Linked DNA regions of Sus scrofa: region 2 is linked to region 1. Evidence: chromatin contacts called from public HiChIP or PLAC-seq data. All regions are on one chromosome and are shown on one strand. The core of a region is the stretch at or near the end of the contact, and the rest is flanking DNA. Distances in the headings are between cores, read along the strand shown.

What was found. HiChIP or PLAC-seq counts read pairs in DNA pulled down with a chosen protein or histone mark.
Region 2: a contact with region 1 is called in an H3K27ac HiChIP or PLAC-seq map of skeletal muscle. The contact joins two enhancer-like sites. A contact is called at or near these places in 2 of 47 Hi-C or Micro-C datasets (embryonic fibroblasts and skeletal muscle) and 1 of 2 datasets of contacts at active chromatin or transcription factors (skeletal muscle).

What each region holds. Positions count from the first base shown.
Region 1 is chr7:28,922,718-28,930,037 of Sscrofa11.1, reverse strand. The region is part of intron 4 of DST (dystonin); the gene reads right to left. Among named protein-coding and RNA genes, the nearest start is that of DST, 110 kb to the right of the region's middle. Within about 2 kb of position 3,932, at least 3 of the 83 cell types and tissues checked have an H3K27ac peak or open chromatin away from gene starts, as enhancers often do. A contact at or near this core is called in skeletal muscle, where this site is marked.
Region 2 is chr7:29,075,460-29,082,779 of Sscrofa11.1, reverse strand. The region is part of intron 9 of DST (dystonin); the gene reads right to left. Among named protein-coding and RNA genes, the nearest start is that of DST, 270 kb to the right of the region's middle. Within about 2 kb of position 3,144, at least 55 of the 83 cell types and tissues checked have an H3K27ac peak or open chromatin away from gene starts, as enhancers often do. A contact at or near this core is called in skeletal muscle, where this site is marked.

The sequences.
Region 1 (7,320 bases), core at 2,683-5,182:
AGGGATTGAACCCATAACCTCATGGTTCCTAGCTGGATTCGTTTCCACTGTGCCATGATGGGAACTCCTAAGGAAGCTTTTTTTTTTTTTTAATAAAGCCAAACAAAAAAATTTATTGAAGTATATTAAAAGATGGGTTTTTCATCACTAATACTTCCAAAACTGATCTGAGTGGGACGGACTGTGAGTTTGGGTTGGTAGATGCAAACTATTACATTTTGATTGGATAGGCAATGAGGTCCTACTGCACAGCACAAGGAACCACATTCAGTCTCTTGGGATAGAACAAGATGGAAGATAATATGAGAAAGGAAGAGAGAGAGAGAGTGTGTGTGTGTGTGTGAATCGTTGGGTCACTCTGCTATATAGCAGAAACTGGCACAACATTGGAAATCAACTATACTTAAAAAGAAAAAAAAGGATCTGAAACCAATCACTTTATTTGCTTTTAGATAACAGATTCACTGCTCTACAGTAATATAAACCACGCCCGGAGGATTCCCAACAAGAATACAGTAGAGTTAAATAGAACATTCCAGGTTTCTAGGTCACACTACTGCTGCATTTCTGAGGTCAAGCAAAACAGCACTGGCTCCATTTCTCTAACAAGGAAGGTCTAACAATGATTAATATTAAAAATTTGTTTCTAATGTTATGTCAACTATACCTCAATTTTTTTTAAATTTTTCTTTTTATGGCCACACCTGCAGCATATGGAAGTTTCCCAGCCAAGGGTAGAATGGGAGTTGCAGGCCGACACAGCCAGAGTAACGCTGAATCCTTAGCCCACTGAGCAAAGCCAGGGATCGAACCAGCATCCTCACAGAGACAACATCCGGTCCTTAACCCGATAAGCCACAATAGAAGCTCCAATTATACCTCAATTTTTTTTGTGTGTGTGTGTGTGTGTATGTCTATTTTTGCCATTTCTAGGGCCGCTCCCACGGAATACGGAGGTTCCCAGGCTAGGGGTCGAATTGGATCCATAGCCACCAGCCTACACCAGAGCCACAGCAATGTAGGATCCAAGCCACGTCTGTGACCCACACCACAGCTCACGGCAATGCCAGATCCTTAATCCACTGAGCAAGGGCAGGGATCGAACCTGCAACCTCATGGTTCCTAGTCAGATTCGTTAACCACTGCACCATGACAGGAACTCCTACCTCAATTTTTTAAAAAAGAAAATAAGCTGTTTCAATACCGTATTTTTTAATGACCACAGACTACGGATTGTTTACAAATTAAAAAGGAAACACTCCTGGTTTCTTGAACCAGAAATTCAACAGAGAAGCTGTTGCATCCTTTTCAGACGCCACCCACAGAGATGACCTGTCTGCTGTGCTGTCCATTCCCGAGGTTTTTCTGGGACCAGCCTCCCTTCCATCCCTCGCCTCTCCCTGTGCCCTGGCCCCCTGCTCTGTCTCCTGGTTTCCTGAGCCGCACTCCCGACTCAGCCCTCCACACTGCTAGCAGTTATCCTCCTGAGGCCGATCCCACTGGTAACATCCTGCCAGGAGCCATGAGAGTTCCCCTCCCTGCCTAGAGAAGACTCCCCAAAGTTGGTGCGAGCCGCGGCCCCCCAGGCTCTTTTCAGTCTGGTCCACGGAGCCCACATCCATCTTCCCAGACCCTCAGCCCAGCCCTAACGTTCGCTAAAGTCTAAAACTGATCATGCACTTCAGCCAAAGTTTCAAAGAAGGTTCTGTGGCTGTACAAGAAGTGCAGCTGTCCTGAGGTTTCCCCTCCTGGTACCCGCACCCTTTCCGGGGGTAAAATCCTATTTGACTGTCAGGACACAGCTTTTCCCAACACCCAACCCAAGCAGAACTGTTTGCTCCCTCTTCTAAGAGAGGAGAAAGTAGGGTGGAAAACATAGCTGAGAAAATTGTATTAAAGGGATAAACAAATATATAAATTGTAAAAAGCCTTATTTGATCACTTACAGAAATAATGACACAGTTCAGCAAACGGACTGCTGCCTGAAATTCCCCTCCGGTCGTAAGCAGAATGAGATCTGTATAAATTACTAAGGGCTGAGAAATGGACACAGATCTTCTTCAAAAGCCGTGGTAAACTAACACCACACTGGAAATCAACCATACTCCCACGCAATTTTTTAAAAAAGAAATTGCCCCCCAAAATAAAATGAACCTAGATTATTAGAATACCCAAAAAGAAAGTCACTGTAGAGAGAGGAGCCCCAGGTAACAGAAGCGTCTGGGTTGCTTTTTAATTCATGTGAAATACCAAACGCTGAAAACCACAATGCTTCTCACTCAATTCATCAGGCTTATGGAGTCAAATAACCTTAGTGAGTTTTATACATTTTTACACTCAGTTGTGGAGCTAAAACAGGAAAGAACACAGTCAACAGTCAACTATATTCCAATATACATGTATTTTTTAATTAGTCAGGTTCCAGCAAACTTAGATACTGGGATTCCAGAAAACGCCAATCCTCTGTTAGACATGGGTTTAAAAGGGTTTGTCTTTCTTCTAAAAAAGATTTACTAGGAAGATTTGTGCCACTTTTTGGGGGAAAAAAAAATTACAGAAACAAGAAGCTTGTTGGTGCTGTTTTCCTCCATGAAATCTTAGCTATTTCAATTTTGAGATTTTTTTTTTTTTACAACTACTATGTCTTCCTTGATACTTTCCAACTCTGTGAATTAAAGAAAAACGTTTAACCTTTTTTTTTTTTTTTTGCTTCATTTTCTCTCTGTAAAATACGGGATAATAACAGTATTTCAAAATGTTATAGTGAAGATTAAATGAGTTATATAACATTTACTTAAATCAGAGCTTGAGAGAAAGGAAATAAAATCTGAATATTAATGATCAAAAAAAAAGGAACATGGGACAGCCCAGATATTCCATCTTTTGTGTCCCCTCTGCAACTTTCAAAGTTCTTCCAATCCCAGTCTCATGAACAGGCTCAGTTCAAGCTCTCCAGCTCCCAAAGACCCAGGCTCCTAGACCCAAAGGCAGAAACATACAAACGCCTCTGCCTGGCTGCAGAATAACATTAGAACATTGAGTTCTTCTCACCACCTTGACTTACAAATCACTTATTACTTGAAATCATCATTAAGCCAGAAAAACAAGTACCTTTACATTACTCCAATAAAAAGTCTGAAAAAGCATATAGCTTGTCGGGGTCAGTGTACTGTACAGAAGAAATTGACACCACACTGTAAATCAACGGTACTCTAATAAAAATAATTTTTAAAAAAATCAGAAAGTTTGTTTTAAAATACAGCTCTCTAGGCCCCACTTCAAAAGATTCTGAATTAGAACTGGCTGAGGGCTGGGCAAAAGCATTTTTAGTCTCCACTGGTGATTCTGATGTACTGTCCTGTTTAGGAACTTCTGCTATGGAACATTATTTACATTTTATATGATAAATAGGCTACCCTATTGTATTAAGGTGACACTCATTTTGATTTTTATTCCTAAATAAAAATGTCTTCCTCAACTCTAAAAATTTTGTTTTAATTTTTCTGAATTTAACAAAAGTAAAGAAAAAAGTATACAGCTTTTTTTGAAATTCTTAACTAAACTGAGTTGACTAACTTGTTGGAAAAACTGTACAAGGCTCAATCAGGACAGCAACAACAACACGACAAAGACTAAAGTAGCATGAGTGTGATATTTTGGGTTCAAAGTTAAATTCACCAAGAGTATCTAATAACTGGTGACATTCCTGAACTGATATGTGTTTCTTATGCTGTAAGGCAATGAACAAATTCCTCAGTCAATTTAAACCCTAATTATTTGGTATCAATTACTTTTCAAATCCATGTAATAATAACACTATAAAATACTCAACTATGTCATCTGGAAAATCCTTGGACTCTCAGCTATTCTCTCCGACTACAGTGAAGTCAAATACGTGTTATGGTTATTAACGTGTCCAGACTTTAGGTTTCCAATTTCAGGACAGACATTGCCGGTTGCAAACGCAATATCCATTCTCTCTTCTTCTTTTTTTTTTTTTTTTGGTCTTTTTGCCTTTTCTAGGGCTTCACCTTCAGCATATGGAAGTTTCCAGGCTAGGGGTCCAATCGGAGCTGTAGCTGCCGGCCTACACCACAGCCACAGCAACTCGGGATCCGAGCTGCGTCTGCAACCTACACCACAGCTCACGGCAATGCTGTATCCTTAACCCACTGAGCAAGGCCAGGGATCGAACCCGCAACCTCATGGTTCCTAGATGGATTCGTTAACCACTGAGCCACGACAGGAACTCCAATTCTCTCCTTATTCTTTACCAACAGAACTTCAATTCTGTTCAGGAACTAAATGAGGCCAGCTGAAATGTATGTATTTTCCTAGTCTACCTTGCAGACAGCAGTGGCCCCTGTAACAGTTTTGGCCAGTGAAATATAAGCTAAAAGTGCTCAGTGGGCTTCTAAAAAAAGCTCTTCAAAAGGAGGCAGAATCAACCAGTCTGCATCTTTGGATCTTTGTCCTTGCACTTCCTCTTCTTCCCGTGTGGAAATGAAATGCAAAGGGTGGAAGAGCAGCAGCCATCTTGTAATGAGAGAATGACCATATGATGTACCACAAGTGGCAGAGAAGAAATAATAGGAGTCTGGATCCTACCGCCAAATTGAGGTGCCCTACAGCCTGGCCGTCCTAGCTGGGGCCTCTCAGTCCCCAAGGAAAAAAAAGCACACTTTTTACTGGAGCGATGTGAAGATGCTTACTCTTCTGGCTTAATGATGATTTCGGGTAATGAGGGATAGGACATCATCTGTTTTCGGCTCCAAACAGCCCAACACAATCTTAACTAACACTCATTACCGGATTAAGCCTATTTCATTTTTTAAGAGCAAAGAGAAAGCCCAGACCAATGTTGTTATAACTAGCTACAATGTAACACTATCACGATGGAGCCCAGTTAAAGGTCACTTGTTATACAACTGACCATGAAGCCACATGAGCAGATGAAACCTGAAATCAAGTTTCTGCAGAATCTCAAAGCCAGCTGAAAACCACTCCGTACCAAAGGGACAAAGTTCCCAGAAACCTTTACACTCCAGCTTTCAATTCAACTGGCATCAAGGTTAGTTTACACAGCAAAAAGGCAAGATTTTGACCATTCACATATACACCAGTAGGCCATAAAACTGAACTGAAAATGACCACTACGGCTGGAACAGTTCTCATTTCCTTCTGTCACCAAGCCCATGAGTAGAATCACACTGTCCTGATGAGAGGAGAAAAAGCATTTACTCAGCGTTTCCGTGGAAAACCGAACATGATGCCTTTTTTCTTAACTGAAGAGGGTTCTTAGTCATATATACATATATATGCAGTTATTGATAAATAAGAAATCTGCCACTCAGCTTTCATAAAGAATAATAATGAAACACTTTTTACAGTTGTCTGGGGATAACCAATACATTTCCAGATCACTGGAAAAATACCCATTCTCTTGGACCAAAATAACATCCCTTCCTTGTCAATTAAGTCTAAAATGTATAGAACAGAATTTCTTGGGTTCACATTAGTGATCTCATTTTCACACTTAACATCATCAATTTTATTTTTTTAATACTCTCTTTCCTTTTCTTTTTTTGGCTACACACCCACAGCATGCAGAAGTTCCTGGGCCAGGCATCGATCCCTCATCACCGCAGTGACAATGCTTTTCTGTTTCCATACAAATTTTTTAAGTATTTTTTCTACTTCTATGAGAAACGCCATCAGTATTTTGGTAGGGGCTACAGTGATCCTTAACTCACTGAACCACCAGGGAATTACAACATCAATTTTTTTTTTGTCTTTTTTTTTTTTTTGCCTTTTCTAGGGCTGCTCCTGCGGCATATGGAGGTTCCCAGGCTAGGGGTCGAATCGGAGCCATAGCCGCCAGCCTATGCCAGAGCCACAGAAACTCAGGATCCGAGCCACCTCTGCGACCTACACTACAGCTCACGGCAACGTTGGATCCTTAACCCACTGAGCAAGGGCAGGGATCAAATCCGCAATCTCATGTTTCCTAGTCGGATTCGTTAACCACTGCGCCATGACGGGAACTCCCCCAATTTTTTAAAGTAACAATGTATTGAGGAGTTCTGGTGTTGTCACTGCTGCGGCTCAGGTCGCTGCACTGCTGTGGTGTGGGTTTGATCCCTGGCCCAGAAACTTCTGGGATGGCCGTGGGTGTGGCCAAAAATAAATAAATTAATTAAATTAAAATTTTTTAAAAACAAGAAAGAATGCGTTGAGAAAACAAAATCTTACAATGATAGGCTCAGACAGCAGAATTTCAGGTTATAATGATAGCCAATTAATGTTAATAATATAATAACATATAATAATTATAGAAACAGTGTGTATGTTAGTTTTCTTATATTGACAGGAAAGACAAGAGGGATGTCCTGTATCTTTTATGCTAAGCTACTAAAAATGATTTACAGTCCATGATAAATATGCCGGATAATTCATGACAGACATCAAAGAAAGTCAGTGACAAGGGCAATTTCTAGCATAAACCATAATAAAGAAATATCTCTTATTTGTAAATAAATGCTTTTATTCCTGCTGACGGTGGTAAGCTGCAAAGTAATGTGATTTTTTTTTTTTTTTAGTCCAGTGCCTGGACTATCCTGGTAACAAGTATGTTTTAGAAGGAAGGAGTCTGGAATATAAATCAGAACACTGCAGTCTTCTTTGCAGCAAATAACTCGCTGTGTTCTTCTCATTCAGCAAACCAGTTGCCTATGTTCACTCAGAAGTAAAAGACCAAAGCAAGACACCAGAATAGACCACACCATAAATAATTAGGGTTCACTCGCTCTCCAATATGCTTGTTTCTCTACAGAAGGTGAGGTCTGAAGTCCTTCCAAAGCCATGCGAGGACCAAGCCTAAGGAACTCTCAACTTCGACCCCCAATATTCAGAACAGCTAACAGTATAGATCACTGGAATTCGACATTTCTGTTGACAGACAGACTGAATTTGGTCCAGCTGACCCCACCACTTACACATTCAACAGCTGGGGCACAGGATCACTCGGCAACCTGATCATACTCCAGCCAAATGCCGAGTCATCCTGTAACCAGGGGACTTTGTCAGAAATGAAAATCAGAACAAGCTCTTAAGTTCAAATAGGAACATACAACGTTCCCAACAATGCATGATTTCAGAAAGTGGAACAACTGTACTTTGAAAGTTGAGTGAACTGACACTCCCCATTCAAAGCCTACAATTCTTTTCGGATTAGATCAGCCCCGCAGCAAGGCATCAGGATAAGCGCCCTAGTGAAGTCATCGCACTGGATACTGATGGGAAGTCACAACCGGCTTCAAA
Region 2 (7,320 bases), core at 1,895-4,394, 150 kb before region 1:
GATTCTTTCCTCATATAGGTTAGCACAGAATATTGGGTAGCATTCCTGTGCTAGACAGCAGGTTCTTTTTGACGATGTATTTTATGTGGTAATCACCTCTTAACTAGGGAAGTCATCCCATTTCAATCACGGGCTAAGTTTAATAAGTTGCAGCGTAGCTCACAACACCCCGGAAAGGAAGGACATTAAGGAAGAGAGGTTTAGAGGTCTGAAATGGCTAAGTATCAACCAGGGGAAAAGAATGTATTTAAGATTTTAATTCATTATGTAATTAACTTTTTTGCAGCACCCACACACAGCCTGCAGGAGTTCCCAGGCCAGGGACTGAACCCAGGCCACAGCAATGACCTGAGCCACGGCAGTAACAATGCCAGATCCTTAACCTGCTGAGCCAGACAGGGACTCCAATAACAGATTGTATTAAATAAGTTCCCAAAGTTCCCAAATCCCATATTTCATCCTATTATACTCACACACACTGTATCTGATAATTACTCATGCATACACTATTTAAAAAGCTATACTTTTGTGAATCTATATGGGAAAAGAGTCTGAAAAAGAACGGATGTGTGTATATGTGTAACTGAATCACTTTGTTGTACAACAGAAATTATTACAACTTGTAAATCAACTATCCTTCAATAAAATTTTTTTAATTGGGAAAAAAACCTTTAATGGCTTTACTGTTAAAAAAACTTTATGAAAGTGTAGTTGATTTACAATGATGTGCCAATTTCCGCACAGCAAAGTGACTCAGTTATACACATAACATACATTCTTTTTTTTCCCTCCCAGGCTGGGGTCAAATTAGAGCTGCAGCATATGCCACAGCAATGCCGGATCCAAGCCACATCTGTGACCTACGCCGCAGCTTGTGGCAATGCCAGATCCTTCACCCCCTGTGCAAGGCCAGGGATCAAACCCACATCCTCATGGATGCTAGTTGGGTTCTTGACCTACGGAGCCACAACAGGACTCCTATATATTCCTTTTTTAATTCTTTTCCATCATGGTCTAGCCCAAGAGACTAGATGTAGTTCCCAGTGCTCTACCATAGGACCTCACTGCTTATCTATTCTAAACGTAATAGTTTGGATCAACTAACCCAACTCCCAGTCCATCCCACTCCCTGCGGGCTCCCCCCGCCCCCGAATCCCTGGGCAACCACAAGCCTGTTCTCTGTGTCTGTGACCTTGCTTCTGTAGAAAGCAGTAATTGTATGTTACATATTCAATATCCTATGAACCAAACTTTAACAATCAAAGACCACTCATGCCTTAACTCTTTCATCCTCTCCTGGGATTTCCATTTAAGTGAGTATTATTCCCTGTATGGAAACCAAGACAATTTTAGATACACTGCTACCATTAGCCACTATCTAGCTGAGTATATCACACATGATAGGGTACAACCAAAACGAAAAGGAAAAATAAATTAAATGCTAAACACTGTAAATCTGCAGCTCTCACTCATGATGCCTGATGCAAACTCTGTGCATTCAGCCAAATGCTGAATTTTCAGCCACGGCTGAATTCTGCCTCAGTGACCAGCCAGGCTGGGTTCTAGGAGGTCATTAAGGTTCCACCCCTCAAATCACAGTGGCTCACAGAGAAGGAGACAGTTTCAGCCCCTGCTGCCTGGTTCCAATCCTAACTCCAACCACTCACGGGATTAAGACCCAGAGCTCCTCCAATGGAGACTCTCAGGCTAAATGAAGTCAGTCAGAGAAGGACAAATCCACATCACTTGTATGTGGAATCTTAAAAAAAAAAACCAATGCCAATGAACTTGTTTACAAAACAGAAACAAACTCTCACAGGCACAGAAAACAAACTTGCTGTTACCAGAGGGGGAAGGGGCAGGGAGGGATCCTCAGGAGTTTGGGATTAACAGATACAAACTACCATGAATAAAATAGATAAACACAAGGGCCTCCTGTCCAGCACAGAGAACTATACCCTATCTTGTAATAACGTATAATGGATAATGATCTGAAAAAGGATATACATAAGCATATAGAAAGTATACGTATAAGCGATCACTTTGCTGAATACCTGAAACCAAGGGAAGACTGTAAATCAACTCTAACAATTCAAAAAGACCCAGCGCTCTATCATATTCACATCGTCTCTCTAAAATCGATTTTCCTCATTTTTAAAATGTAAATGATGCCATGACAATGTCTACCTCCTGGCGTGGTTCTCAGGATGGGCTGAGCACTGTGCCCTGCCCACAATTTCAGGAGCAGGACCTGTGACTTGAGGCCCCTCCCCCACAGCCCACCAGGAGCATCAAACACAAACAACCAGCAGGAGGGCTCCATCCAGGGCACTGCCAGCTGCCACCCCAAGGCAGGCTGGTGCCTCTTCTGCCCTGACCCCTCTGCTTCCCCTCACCCTCAATTTTCCAGAAGGACCTCTTCCATGGGAAACAAAGTATGATACACCCTCACTTCCCTACCCTACTTCTGCCTTTCTACTGCTCCCCTCAGTCTCCCCTCACCCTGCACAACCTGGCCTGACCTGGCGTTCCGCAGGATGTGCTGAGTAAGGCGGGTGGGGGAGATGGAGAGAGGGGGAGGGGAGGGGGAAGGAGGGGGGAGGAGGTGAAGGGGAGGGAGAAGGCTGGGGGGGGACTGGGACGGAGGGAAGAAGGAAGAAAAGAAGGGGGAGGAAAGGGGAGGAAGGGGGAGGGAGAGAGGAAGGGGAGGGAGTGGGAGGGAAGAAGGGAAGAAGGGGGGAGGGAGGGGCCGAGAGGGAGGGGAAGGGAGGGGTGAAAAGTACCAAAGATCAGGAACACATGGCGTGTTTTCACTGGCTTGAATGAGTTTCAGCCTCTTGTGTAAACCTCGTCCCCTTAGGAAGTAAATGTCTTCCAATTCCCCTCAATTTGCAGCAATCACTGACCCCCAACACTGCCCTGGATGCCTGGCACTGAGCCCCGGCCAAGGGTCACTCAGAGAGAGCCCACCGTTACCTAAGCTTCAGTGGAGTCATCTCTTGTGAATCAACTTCATAACCCCAACCCAGGGCGATGCCTAGAAACATCTTCTCAATGAAAGAGCAGGAGCCAACCCACCCCACCCCAGGGCGCACACTGGAGTCTGCAGACTGCCCACTTCCTGCCACGTGAACTGCCCCAGCCTCCGGGAGCTGGTCAGCTGAGGCCGCAGATGTGAAAGTCCTGGGAGCAAAGTCAATGCCACCAGACGACTGGGCGGCAGCAACACCCTATTTTTACAGATGCTGTCATGGTTCTGGCATGAGACCACACCAGGAGCCAGCTTCCAAAGCTGAGTCACACACTCCCTGAGGGATTTTTCGCATTTGCATTTTGTTCTCTGCAAGGCCAAGAAGGCAGCTTTTTAAAAAATAATTTTAATTTACTGACAAGATTTAAAAGTTTAATCATATTTACCTTTTTTTTTTTTTTTTTGGCTACACCAGTGGCATGCAGAAGTTCCCAGGCCAGGATCAAACCTGCACTACAGCCGGCTGGAGCCACCACAGTGACAAAGGTGGATCCTTAACCCAGTGAGCCACCAGGGAGCTCGAGTTTACTGTTTATACAGTGGATGGGTAACACTGGGAAAGGCAGCATCTGAGGTTAAGAGAACTAAGAAGTTCCGTGTGGAGAGACTCTTAAACAGAGGGAAGGATAAAGGATTCTGGGGAAATCACAGCTGGTAGCCCTCTGGAGGCCCCTCGTTTCGCTGGTAAAGAAGCTGAGGCCAAAGGTGGGGACCGGGCTTGTCTGGGGTCCCTGAAAGGGAGCTGGTACCTGTCTCCTCAGTTACAGTTCAGAACCTGCGAGAGAGGGGGAATCTCTCATTCCTTCGTATTTAGAAAAGAAATTTAGGAGTTCCCGTCATGGCTCAGCTGAAACAAATCTGACTAGTAATCCATGAGGACACAGGTTTGATCCCTGGCTTCACTCACTGGATTAAGCATCTGGCATTGCTGTGAGCTGTGCTGTAGATCACAGATGCATCTCCCATCCCTCACTGAGGTAGCTGTAGTGTAGGTCAGGGGCTACAGCTCTGATTCAACCTCTAGCCTGGGAGCCTCCATATGCCAAGGGTGCAGTCCTAAAAAGAGCAAAAAAAGAAAAGGAAGAAAAAGAAAAAAGAAATCTACCCCTATGGCTCAGCCTGACTTTCCCACGGGTCAGGAGCCCTGGGGGTACCCCCTCTGAGCACAGGCCCTGCTGGGGACGGTCTGCGAGGGGTCCCGGGCAGCCCTACGACTGAGGTCAAGTCCTGGCCAAGCAGCTGCTACACAGAGGGACCCACACTGGGTGTCGCCGAGAAAGTGATGAGCGTCAGGGTTCATAGGGGCCCCCTCGCTAGGCTAGGCTCACACCCTTGACCCACAGACCAGTAGGGCATCCCCGCTCTCCTTCGGGAGCTGCTGCAATTGGCCGTCTGCCCTGAGCTGCAGAGAAGCACACTGGTTTCTGAGACCTGGATCCTCCCAGGGGTTAGTTCTGTTCCAACAGGTGGACAGAATTTTAAGCTAATTATGGAATTAGGGAAATATACATAATAGGTATTCAATAAACATCTGCTGCAGAAACGGTAAGATGGATGGACTGGGAGAAGGGAGGCGGCAGCCCTTTGCTGGTGTGGACGAATTAAGTCTAAGGTCCAAGGAAAGAAAAAAGATGGTCACAAGAGGTGTCCTCGTTTTTTGTTTCTTGGGTTTTTTTGTCTTTTTAGGGCCTCACCCACAGCATATGGAGCTTCCCAGGCTAAGGGTCCAATCAGAGCTGTAGCCGCCGGCCTACGCCACAGCCACAGCAACTTGGGTTCCGAGCTGCACCTGCAACCTACACCACAGCTCACCGCATCACCGGATCCTTAACCCACTGAGCGAAACCATGGATCGAACTCTCATCCTCATGGATGCTAGTAGGGTTCATTAACCACTGAGCCACAACAGGAACTCCTGTGTCCTCTTTTCTAAGAAGCAGTGGTGATATCCAAGCTACACAGCGCCTACAGCCTCCTAAGTCTTTCTCCCACGTGCTCCCCCTTCATTAAACGCTCAGAATAAGAAACTATCCTAGGAATTCCCCTTGAGGCTCAGTGGGTTAAGAAGCGGACGAAATCCATGAGAATGCAGGTCTGATCCCTGGCCTTACTCAGTCGGTTAAGCATCCGGCATTGCTACCAGCTGTAGCGTTAAGTTGCAGATGTGGCTCAGATGAGGTGCTGCTGTGGCTGTGGTGTAGGTCAGCAGCTGTGGCTCCAATTTGACCCCTAGCCTGGGAACTTCCTTATGCTGTAGGTGCGGCCCTAAAAAGGGAAAAAAAGAAAGAAAAAGAAAGAAACCATCCTAGTTCACAGATGGGGTGAAAAGCAAGTCTTCTGATGCAGAGCTCCTCAGCCTCCTTGTCTCTGCTGCTGCAAAGCTGTAGCAACTCCCTACAACATTTCGGGAAGAGTTTTCTCCATTGATGAAACAGCTTGCTTCACAGCAGCAAAAATGGATTTAAGGGACCCATGATGGATACGGAAATGGAGTTCGTCAAAGGGTCTTCCTGCCGAGCACAAAATCCCTACTGGCGGGGAGCATTATCCAAGAGTATTGTCAAAGGAATTGCAACTCCACATATTTTTTTTTTTTTAAATAAACGAGAGCATGTATAACCTGAGAGAGTTCAGGTGTTAACAGGATGAAGGCAGCAGGTTGGAAAAGGTGATCTTAAGATTCTTCTGCCTCCCAACTTTTTTTTTCCTTTTTCTTTTTAGGGCCACACCTGCAGCATATGGAAGTTCCCAGCCTAGAGGTCAAATCAGAGCTGCAGCTGCCAGTCTACGCCACAGCCACAGCAATGCCAGATCCAAGCCGCATCTTCGACTTACTCTGTAGCTCACAGCAACACAGGATCCTTAACCCACTAAGCGAGGCCAGGGATCAAACTCGCATCTTCATGGGTACTAGTCAGGTTCTTAATCCGCTGAGCCACAACAGGAACTTCCCGACTTTTTTAGCGGACTTATTTCAAGAATGAAGTTTAACGTTGGAAGGTTAGAACAAAGCCGGGAGGTGGTGATCTGTATTCCATCCGTAACCCTACGGCTTCCTCCCCTCTGGGATGCTGAGAGCCTCAGTGCACCTGCGCACGAGGTTCAGCTGGTCCCAGCCCCACGTGATCGGAAGTGCCTGCACCAGGGAGAGGACCATTCCTTGCACCCTTTACTCACAGCGCGTGACACTGCAGTTGGGCGAAAGCAAACTCCATACTGAAATTGTCAAAACACGCAAATATTTCCAAGCCAAGACATTTGCTTCCAAAGACAATTTCTTCAACGATGTTTTAACTATTTTGGCAGAAACCAGTGTAATCAAACACATTTTTAGTGTCTGCTTCCAAGTTGCAAAAATGTGTGAAAATGCTCCTCAAAACAGTCTTAGCTGCCAAGATGGCGCACGTATTTTGAAAATTCTATCTGGTGGAAAAACTGCCTCCCTAAAAGGAAGAGTTTAAGGCTCAAAATGATGGCTACCTTCAGCAAAGGCTCATTTGTTTCTTATTCAAATACAAGTGGAAACTAACAGAAAGGAGTTTCCATTGTGGCTCAGTGGGTTAAGGATCTGATGTTGCCGTGGCTGTGGTGTAGGCCGGCGGCTACAGCTCTGATTCAACCCCTAGCCTGGGAAACTCCATATGCCGAGGGTGCGGCCCTAAAAAGACAAAAAAAAAAAAAGAAAGAAAGAAACTAACAGAACCATTTTTCTCATAAAGCAAAAGATTTGAAACTTTGATGTCCTCCACTGAACTGACATGACAGAGGCATTCTAAAATGTTGATAGAGCCAAATTCTTTGCAGCAATTTTATAAATGATATTTTGCAAACTGGTTATGAAATCCAAATGATGGCTAGACATTTTTTTTAAAAATCAATACACGCATTTTCATTCAAAAAGATGAACTGATTCAGAAAGAAATGAGTCAACTATAAACCAAGTCAGCTTTGCTTTCAAGATCTGCAGAGCAAAGCTACGAGAGAAAAGGAGAAACATGTAGATTTTATCCTAGTTATTGAATTCAAAATATGGTTTTGTGGCCTAAGATTCATAAAAGACTTGGTTAAAGAAAAACATATTGAATAAATATTATATGTCAGTGAGGCTGAGTATCTGTATTAGTCTAACATTTTGAGATGGTTCTCAATTATTGTAAGCTTTTATAATACAAAAGTCAATTCATACAAATATCTAACCTGTCATTACTTGGATACTGATAACGTCATTTCTACAATGTACTCATCCCACCCTTCCCACCATGGCTTCTTTCTCTATGTCACAGCCCTGT